3 separate regions of the Zea mays genome follow, and all the other regions are linked to region 2. Evidence: chromatin contacts called from public Hi-C data. All regions are on one chromosome and are shown on one strand. Each heading gives the region's core, a stretch centred on a gene start, on an enhancer-like site or on the middle of the called end of the contact. The rest is flanking DNA. Distances are from core to core; before and after follow the strand shown. Region 1 holds the start of LOC107126293 (Dormancy-associated protein homolog 3). Region 2 holds the start of LOC100275401. Region 3 holds the start of LOC100279908.

Evidence for each region. A called contact is a pair of places that touch in the nucleus more often than the background predicts.
Region 1: a contact with region 2 is called in a Hi-C map of leaf, with 5 times the contacts expected there. The contact joins the promoter of LOC107126293 here to the promoter of LOC100275401 in region 2. A contact is called at or near these places in 3 of 25 Hi-C or Micro-C datasets (ear, leaf and tassel).
Region 3: a contact with region 2 is called in a Hi-C map of tassel, with 2.7 times the contacts expected there. The contact joins the promoter of LOC100279908 here to the promoter of LOC100275401 in region 2. A contact is called at or near these places in 5 of 25 Hi-C or Micro-C datasets (ear, leaf, leaf mesophyll and 1 more).

Annotation. Positions count from the first base shown.
Region 1 is chr7:126,116,271-126,119,496 of Zm-B73-REFERENCE-NAM-5.0, forward strand. LOC107126293 (Dormancy-associated protein homolog 3) reads left to right here and starts at 1,855. Exons shown (of 3, transcript NM_001319095.1): 1 at 1,855-2,332; 2 at 2,665-2,770; 3 at 2,868-3,226. The coding sequence starts at 2,059. The coding sequence ends at 2,895.
Region 2 is chr7:125,789,502-125,792,730 of Zm-B73-REFERENCE-NAM-5.0, forward strand. LOC100275401 reads left to right here and starts at 1,274. Exons shown (of 10, transcript NM_001350153.2): 1 at 1,274-1,744; 2 at 1,879-2,082; 3 at 2,198-2,255; 4 at 2,434-2,496. The coding sequence starts at 1,368. It overlaps LOC103632806, which reads left to right. Exons shown (of 12, transcript XM_008654538.3): 12 at 1-283.
Region 3 is chr7:125,437,147-125,440,407 of Zm-B73-REFERENCE-NAM-5.0, forward strand. It overlaps LOC100279908, which reads right to left and starts at 1,915. Exons shown (of 16, transcript NM_001358052.1): 1 at 1,035-1,915; 2 at 697-949; 3 at 419-610. The coding sequence starts at 861.

The DNA of each region.
Region 1 (3,226 bases), core at 605-3,104, 330 kb after region 2:
CACGGCCAGGCCTAGCAGCAAAAGATAGCTTTTGTAGTAGGGAAGGTGAGAAATAATTCAAGCTTGAGCATATATGGCTTACACTTCACAGTCAACCAAAGTGGTGCTCGTGGCACGGTGGCTCCAACTCGGGATATGTGAGCAAACGGCCACGCCTCAACCTAGAGGGGGATTATAGCTCTAGATTATTTGATAGTGTCGATGCACCACACCCTATTGGTCGCAATAGGGCTAGAGCGCAAAGCAAGGGCAAAGGTACAACAACGAGTAGCAGCGAGGCCCCTGGACGGAAGAAGGCCATGGCGAAGGGGCTCTATAAGGCCAACGAGAAGTTAAATTATGCGAACTTATACAATTAATTCACCAAATTAATGGATAAGACACCGACAACGTGAATGAAGACATGAGAAGGATCCACATGTTGGTCGTTAAACAGTTGGCCAAACAATTAAAATTAGATGAACAAGGAACCAATGAAGAAGATGAGGTGGACAAGGACGAGAAGGACGACGAGTTGTTTTTATATGAGCTTTTGTATTTTTATTTATTTTTAATCTATTGGATTGTATGAACTTTGTTCAATTTATATAGTTTTATTTTTTTAATGAACTATGTTTTTAATGTTTTTTGTATTTTATTTGAACTAAAAATTGTGAGTCTGTGGAAGAAAAGCTAATGTGGCACCTGATGTGGCTATAGACTGACGGTAAAGGCTGTGCACTGATAAGTTATGGTAGATAAAGATTGATGTTAGTAGATATAGACCAATCGATAGTGAGATGACAGTAAATGCAGACCCGGTGCACTGGATCCAGTTTTATGGAATGTGCTCGCATTTACATGCTAAAGAATAAGAAAAAGGGTAAATGGTACTGAGGAGTGCTATACCTTCTCGTTCACTGAGCTGGGAGCCGAGACTGACGGCAGGAGTATTCGGGACTGGCTGGAAACGAGCTGAGCCGAGCTCGGCTCGGCTCGCCCATTTCACGAGCTGGGGAGACAGGCTCGGCTCGGCTCGCGAGCCACACCCTGATATATATAATTGCATTATCTAGTGAATTATTAGTATATAAATATAAATATATAGATATCATTTATCATTATGAGTAATCTAAATTATTGATTGTCATATATTTATCATGAAACGTTAAGAAACAAACTGACTATCTATAAAATTACTCAATATCCATCATTATTCTACATATTAAGTAATTTGGCAAAGCTCGCGAGCCGCTCCGAGCTCGAGCCGGCTCGCGAGCCTCGAGCTTATTTTCCAGCCCTATCCGGGACTGCTCTGTGCCACCAACTTTAGGGTCTGTTTGGTTGGTCTGTGGTTGTGTAAAAAGCTGTTGTAGAATGTGAGCTGTGGAAAAAGCTGTTGTGGTCCGTGAGCTGTTAAAAAGCTAAAAATCGTTTAGTGGAAACCACTAAAAGCTATTAAAAGTTATTCGATATATGTTTTCACAGTTTCATCAAAAAGCTACTAAAAATATGTCGAGAGTGCTTTCAATTTTGCAATGCGAGAAAGTCAACTTTTAGAAAAAGCTGATTCTTGGATCCAATCCCTTTGGTTTTAGTTTAGGAGATAAAAGTCAAGCCAAAAGTCAAACCAAACATACATTTAGTTCGCTGTATATCAGCTTTACTTTAAAATTTACCAATATTTTTAACACGTTTGTCTTGTAACACAGTTCTAATACCGAAAATTGAGATTCTGTTGGAAAAAGGGAAGACACGATGGAAAAGAAAACTGATAGTCCCAAATTACACATGCCCCCCAAATATCGCCTAAATCCTCTTTTCGCCCTCAAAAAATCCTCTATAAAACCGCACTGCTCCCTTGGTCCTGCAAATCCAAGAAGAAAGGAGCATAGAACATAAGAGGAGAGACCGCACTACACACCTCACGCCTGAAGTTCAGATCTAAGCCTTCTCGTCCTCGCCCAAGGACAACGATAAACATCTAAGAACCAAACAAAAACAGAGCACGACCATCGGTCTCTAAGCAAAACGCGCAGCACGCCGGGCGCTCCACGCACGTAGGCTAGCAGAGCGCGCATGGGGCTTCTGGACCAGCTGTGGGACGACACGGTGGCCGGGCCGCGCCCGGACTCCGGCCTCGGCAAGCTCCGCAAGCACGCGTCCTTCTCCCCCTCGTCGGCCGCGCCGTCGCCGACCGCGGAGGGCGCGGCGCCGCCCGCCGTGACGCGGAGCATCACCATGCTGCGGCCGGCGGCGCTGTCCGTCGCCACGTCGCCGCGCAGCGAGTCCAGCTCCGCGCCGTCGTCGCCGTCGCCCGCAAGCGGCGCTCCGGACTCGCCCTTCGGCGCAGGTGACCACCAGCTCTCGCCGTCACCTTCTCTTCTTTTTTTTCCCCCAGTTCTCGTCGTCGCTGCGCGGTGTTTGACTGTTTCGTTGGAGCTCGCGGAAGGGATCTTTGGGTCAGTCAGCGTTGTAAAAAGCAAAAAGAAAAAAAGAAAAGAAATATACGGTATCTGGTTAATAATTTCGCAGCTGCACGCTTCGTTTTAGCGGAATTCTGTAGCGAATTTGAAGCTACTTTTGTATAGTCGAATGTTGGAGATCTGAAGCATACACACGCACACCCCCGGCTGATGTTGTGGTCTCTTTTTCTGTACGTACGTTGCCACCGTGATGCTGCAGCGACGACGCCCAGGGGAGAGGGCTGGAAGAAGCTGCGCCGGAAAGGCAGGATGGCCGACGGCGCCGACGCCCCCGGCACGCCGAGGAGCCCCACTGTGTACGACTGGTGCGTATTATAAATACTATGTCCTGTTGCCTCCGAACAGAGTTGGCATGGTACATCATCTGAAATCTGATCCGCGTGTCTCGGACTCCCACGGCAGGGTGGTGATCAGTTCGCTGGACCGCTGAAGCAGCCGGCCGGGCCAAGACGAGGACACAGCACAAGGATGGAGGAAGCCAGCCACCATCAGCAGCAGCTAGCGGACTGAAGGAGGATCGGAACAGAGAGGCCCCCCCGGCCATGCGACCTGCTTAACAGAGCTTCTGGTCACGGTTCTGTTATACTACGCGTTAACGGTGTATGTATATACGTCATCTTCCTGTAAATCTCCGTGGTGTGAGGTGCTGCTGATTTTGAAGAGAGTGATGCTCCTGTTATGTGCTACTAGCTAGCTAGTGCTGTTGCTGTATGAGTACAGTGTAGTCTACTATTAAGGGTTGTCGTTTGGACTGTTAGTCT
Region 2 (3,229 bases), core at 24-2,523:
CCAGGCAGTAAACCTTCAATGCTTTTGGCTAGGTTTTCATTCTGAAAGTCATGTCTTCCGCGTCAGCATAATCCTGTATTCCTGTATAACCTCTGTTCGGACTTCGTAGTGCTCATCTGAGTTCTGATTCGGCCGGGCAACTGTAAATTCTGTAGTGTTCGAGAAAAAACTGTAAATTCTGTAATATTGCCAAGAATTATGAATTTACATGAACTTTACAGGTATAAGGTATTTGCTTTAATTTTTATCTGCAATTATACAATAATAATTGCTTATTTTTTTATTTGAGAGCTGCTCTACAAAGGTTTTGACACGGATTTTTTCGCAAGCCGGCAGTTGCGTCAATGCGTGGGCATGCAGCCAGCAATCGCACGGCCACTTGGACGGGCCAAAACTCTCTGGCCCACAGCTAGGGCGTGGTGGGACGTATACATGTACACGTGGGCCAGCCTGGCACGGCACATGTCAACAAAAGTACGGTCCACAAAGGCACGGTCCACAAAAGCACATATTTAATTATGGATCGTGCCGTACCAGCACGTGTGCCCAATCATCGGCCCACATCATGATCCACAATTAGTTATATGTACCAGACCGGCCGAAATAGCCTAAAATGTCTTAATGTGCCAGACTGGTCCCATATACATAGAATAGCAATAGATAAACAAAAAGTATAGAATATATGACCCAAATAAAACTAAGATGTTTTGTGGATGCACATTAAAAACCTTTGGTTAGAAAGAAAAAATATTACAAATAGCTTAGAAATAATATTTAGTTCTCTGTTCAGTGTTTTATTGAGTACTATACAGCCATACAGAATACATATACAATAATCATCATCACTATTCACTATCCCCATCTAGGTATTGGTTCTCGAAGGCCTATTGAAGCTCTAGATTCTCCAAGTTGTGCTGGTCATGTGAGTTTTGATGGACCTTAGTTAAATACTGAGTCTATATTTAGTGGGTCTCGATGTGCCTTAGTTAAATGGGTCGTGCCAGGCTGGCCCATGGGCTTGACTTGAGGCCCAGACACGGCCCACATATTGGGCCGTGCCGGCTCAGGCCTACAATGAGGTTGGGCCGTGCCAGATCTGGGTCGTGACAAAAATTATGTGCTTTTCGGCTCAGACTTACAATTAAGTTGGACCATGCCAAATCTGAGTCGTGCCAAAAATTATGTGCTTTGGGCCGACAGGCACAGGACAAGACGGACGGCCACAAACTCCAGGCAGAAAGTCAGAAACCAAGAAACGCCCGGCCACGACGCAGGCCTCGTGGCCAAATCGTCAGCTCGTGTTCGATTGTTTGTTTCAGTTGCCCGCCTCACTTCACCGGCTCACCGTGCTTCACCTGCTATCTTCCATGGCGGCGGCTCACCTCTTCTGCTCCGCACCGGCCGCCTATCGCGCCGCGAACCCACGGCCCCTTGCTACCCGTGGCCGCGCCAACCCCGCCACGGGAACGTATCTGGTGCTCAAAGGGGTATGGTGCTCATGTGCACATTTCCCCCGGGCCACACCATCGAGAAGATTCTTCCCCTGCCGCGCGTCGCTCAGCCCCGATGGATCGCTGGCCATGCTCGGGGCTCCCAGTCCCAGGATGGCGCCACCGATGAGGAAGCCGTACATGCGGGAGCACTCTTGCCTCATCTTCCCGCCCCCGCGCGGTCGACGCCCGCTGGCGGTCATCAAGTTCCTCGGCGGCGCCTTCATCGGCGCCGTCCCCGAGGTCACCTACGGGTAACTTTGTTAGCGCGTGAGTTCCATTCCGTTCCGGCGGTCGGCTACAATGGGTTTCATTCGGTTCCGTTGGACCCGCACTGGTGACTGGTGCGCTTGGCTCATCGCGCGGTTGGTTGCTCACTTGCTCGCAGCTACCTGCTGGAGCTCCTGGCGCTGGAGGGCTTTGTGGTCGTGTGCGTACCATACAACGTCACCTTCGACCACGAGGCCGCCGCGCGGGAGGTATTCCAGAGTTTCCATGCCTGCTACGACGCGCTGCTCGCGTCGGGGCTCCCGGAGGCCGGCCTCAGCGCCCTGGACATCGCGGAGCTCCCGCTCTACTCTGTTGGCCACAGGTGATTTCATCGAGGGCTGTCGCACGCTACTTGTTCGATGATTTGACTCGGAGGAAGCCTCGAGCTCTGGTTTGTTGATGTGTTCATTTAATTGTTCTGTTGTCATGGTTTGCAGCAACGGGGCACTGCTTCAGCTGCTAGTGGGAAGCTACTTCTCAGAAAGGATACCAGAGGTCCGCTGATGTTTTGTTGATGAAAAATCTGTCTGCAAAGTTTCAGTTTGTTTTAATGTTTCAGTATAATGAATCAAAAAAGAAGCTTTGTATTATTTAAAATTTCATATAATCTCATATAATAATTCTGATCGCCAAGTGCTTTTGATCTTATTTCTATGTTGGGTTCTCGTTTTAGGCTAATGCCATTGTCTCATTCAACAATAGGCCGGCATCGGAGGCTGTGCCTTACTTTGAACAGGTATTTAGTCTGGGCTTCATTACCTTATGCTTAATGGGTGTGCATTTTTCTGTTTCACATTAATGTTTCCCTGCATAAGAGTAGCAAGTTGCAGATGCTGATTAGCAAGCGTAGAAATGAGTACACTTATATATGGAACAGGAGAGGAATTGATACTGAACTTCTAATTAACTTTTGACTAGACCAAAACTCGACCTAAAATTAGTTTGTTGGGATACAAGTTGTGGTTCAACTCTTCTTGCTAGTTAGTACTGTAGGCTAACTGAGTGCCAGTCTGTGGTTGTGTTTGTGTGAGTAGTGAACAGTTGAGTATCTAAAATTTGATGCCCTTCTTTTTCTCTCAAACGTGTAGGAGGACATCACATCATTGCATTAAGAAGAGAGAGAGAGAGGTCCAAACAAAAAACAACCAATAAAAACACATGGCACTCATCCAAACTACACAAACACTAACATCAAGTTTTCAAACGCGTTACAGTAACATTGTAATCAATCCAACAACAGAGCGCACCAAGCCCCTAACACCACCGAAAGTGCCCAGGCGCCCCTGCATCTCTCGATAGCTGAAATTTCTCCATTGAGCACACAATTGTTCCTGAAAAACCTCCTCAGAACTTTTGGAGTGGCTTCTGGTCTGGTGACAAATATAAGAGTTCCATTACCCCAGTTAGATGTGAGGCACATGAAATTGAGGTTGTCCAGCAGGTTCTACCTTGTGATGTGGTTCAGTTTC
Region 3 (3,261 bases), core at 665-3,164, 350 kb before region 2:
TAGGAACATTGCTTTCCGTATAAATTTACATGATCTAAACAGAACATTTTATGTATAAGATAGGATACATGGGACAGTCAGGTACTCTTTTTTGTATTGAGCTATTCAGAACTGGATTCAGCGCTAGTACTTAACCTATTCAAGTAGTTGCTTCATTTGTAACATATAAGACGAGACAATCACTAAACAAACACACTAGCATAGAGACTTCAGGTTCATACAATAGAATTTAACAAAACATCATATGTTGTTGTACAAGTAATCCCAATGTTCATATCGTGATGCAGCTAGAAACTGATGCTGATATCACATCCTGGTATTTGTGGTTTAATTAGCAGCTAAATGCACTGCAAGCTAGCATATTGACTAACAAGTAATACAGCATTTAGCCATTTACACACACTATAGTAGAGCTTACTATTGTTGGGAATGGTGGGCTGATAAGAGTGCTAAATGCCTGCGGATCAGAGACATCGGCGTCCCCCCATACAAGTGAGCCAATCTCCTTCTCATCCTCGAGCTGCTGGCCCTGGATGTACAAGAAGTTAGGTTGCACCACCCGCTGCGCCTCGAGGAACTGCTCTGGTGTAGGATTGAACAGGGTGTGGACCTGCATTCAGAAGCCCCTTCATTCAGCTAACAAAGAAAGGCGAGAAACAGCAATGAACGCACTCAAGCAAGGAGCACACAGTTGACCTCCAATCGCCCAGCCGAGCTGAGCTCCGGGAACGGGTAAGCCGGCCGCGGCCGCTTCGCCTCCAGCCCAGACCTCGCTGCTGGTGTGCGGTTCTCAGCATACTTCCCACACAGCACCGCGAGGAGCGCACAGTTGTTCCTCGAGAAGCTTTGGATTTGAGACATGACTGGCCGGCCGGAGCCTTCCCGACGGCAGCCAAGCAGGAGAAAAACCTCCCCTCGAAATCAACCCCACTTCTTCATGCACCAAACCCTGCGACACAAAAACTGGATCAGGAATCCCCCAAAATCCGACCAAATCCGCAGCGAAACCCACGAATATGAGCGGGCGGCCTTACCAAGACGCGATTTTGCGGCGTAATCGGCGGCGGCACGGCCTCAATCGACGGCCGGACGCGACCGGGAAGGGGGTGGATTCGGTGCGGGTGAATGGGGAAAACAGAGGGTAAAGTGCGCGAGAACACACGGAGCCCTAGAAGACGATTCGCGGAAATAGCTACTGCAACAACGCGAAAGCAAATCCCAGTGCGGAGGCAATAAAAAAGAGGAGTCGTGCTTGTGGTGGTGGCGAATCGGCCCACGCCCCCATCACGATCCAGACAAACACACACGGCGCAATCCACAGGGGGGGAGAGGCGGAAAAAAATCTCTCTCCAAGAACCGGTACAAGAACTGAAGCGGGATTAACCGGAGACGGCGACCACGGGGATCGGGCGGGCGGGCCTCATTAGCAGCGGCAACCAACCAACTGGCAACAATCCCGCACGCATCACAGAGGCAGAAACTTTGGAACAGTCTCGGCTCGACCAGGGAGGCGTCAAGATTGGATTTTTGACGATGTGTGGGGAGGCCAGTCCGGAGATTCTCGCGGACTTTTCCTCCTCGGATTTTCGCCCTGCCCGCCTGCCTGCTCACATGCTCGCAATCACACGCATCGCTCAGCTTGATGAGTTGATGTGTGCCTGCTCTCTGCGGGTGCTGGTGTGTTGTTTTCCCTGCGCTTTTTCGTTTTCTCCTTTTCCTCCTCCGCTTCATTACTGCTGCAAGCCGGGGGACGGACGGAGGAAAAACGCGGATTAAAAGATTAGGAATTTCGGGAGCAGGATTGGTGAGGGGGCGAAATAATCTCTTTCTGGGAGAATTGTTTTTGCCGGGATCGGAATATCGGATGCTGCGACTGCTTTTGGTGTGCATGTATGTGTTCGGTTGGTGTTGGTGCAGATCGATTCGGTGTGGCCTGTGGACTTGTGGTGTGGTGTAGGGGTTGTGATCGGGGATCCGGCTTGGCGCTGGCGCGGTTCGAGACTGCAGGGTGCCAGAGTTGTTGTGCGTCGGAATTCGGATGCGTGCATCGGGTACCGCAGCTCGCGGTCGCGGCGGCTACATGGATAATGGATGTGCAAAATAATTTGTTTACTATCTCTATCAGCAGGGAGGGAGGGACTAATATGGTCCTAAGGCATCTGGTTTTTTTAGAACTTTGTTTCGGTTTTTTATTTTAAAACACTTCGGTTCTCGAGACATCAGAAACTGATCGATTTTATAGAAAATGAAAAATCGAGGAGTTTGGTTTCGGTTTTTCAGTAAAAACTGAATACTAAACTAATACTCAACACAACACATAAAATAAGTTTATATGATAGATTACATATAACTTTAAAAAATAAAAATTATATATGTACAAATATTTAAAGATACATCATACATCACATAAAAATAAGTGAATAACAATTTCATTGCATCACACATTTAGTTCACATAATCGAATGGTCAAATTTTAGAAATGATAAAGTTTGGTATTTCGGTTCGGTATACGGTGAAAATCGATTACGATACCGAAAACGAACCAAACTACTGAAAATACCGAAATTTCGGTTCGATTTTCGATTTATGGTAAAAAAAATGTGTCCACCCTTATATGGCCCGGTATTGTTTGGCCAATATATATCCTATCCCTAGCGCAACGCAAACAACATACTCCTCTCACCTCCCACCCACCCACCCAACCCCCGTCCGCGCAGGCGTAGATGCACTCCTCCAACTGTGTCCTTCGCCACTACTCGCTGGTGCCTATGATCGGCTGTCATTGCCCACCTAGCCCTAATCGCGAGGTCGCGACCTTGCCGGTGCTCGCTGGTGACTCGTAGCTGGTGCTTCATACCCGCGCCCCGCGACGCCTACATGTACCTCATGCCCCATCGCCCATCGATGCCCCTTACAACTGTGTCCGTCGAAGTCCGGACACCGATCGGACGGTACCAGTTGGCTATAACCACCCAACCATTAGGTGGCCAAAGGCTCCTTCGCCATACGCGGCTGCGCCGGTGCCTATAGTTGGCCAAACGGGCGGCGTGGCCCAACACGCCCTAGCACGGTTAGGTAATCGGGTCGTGCCGAGCCGGCCCACGTGCCAAAGCCACGGGGCAAGCACGACACGGTAGCCCACTAACTATGTCGAGCCGGGTCATTTGCATTGTGTACCTATTGAATAAATGGTGTAAATAGGTAAAAAAAGGATATGGAGGGGCTTGAACCGTGTCCACCCAGCTACGAACACAAGGCGTG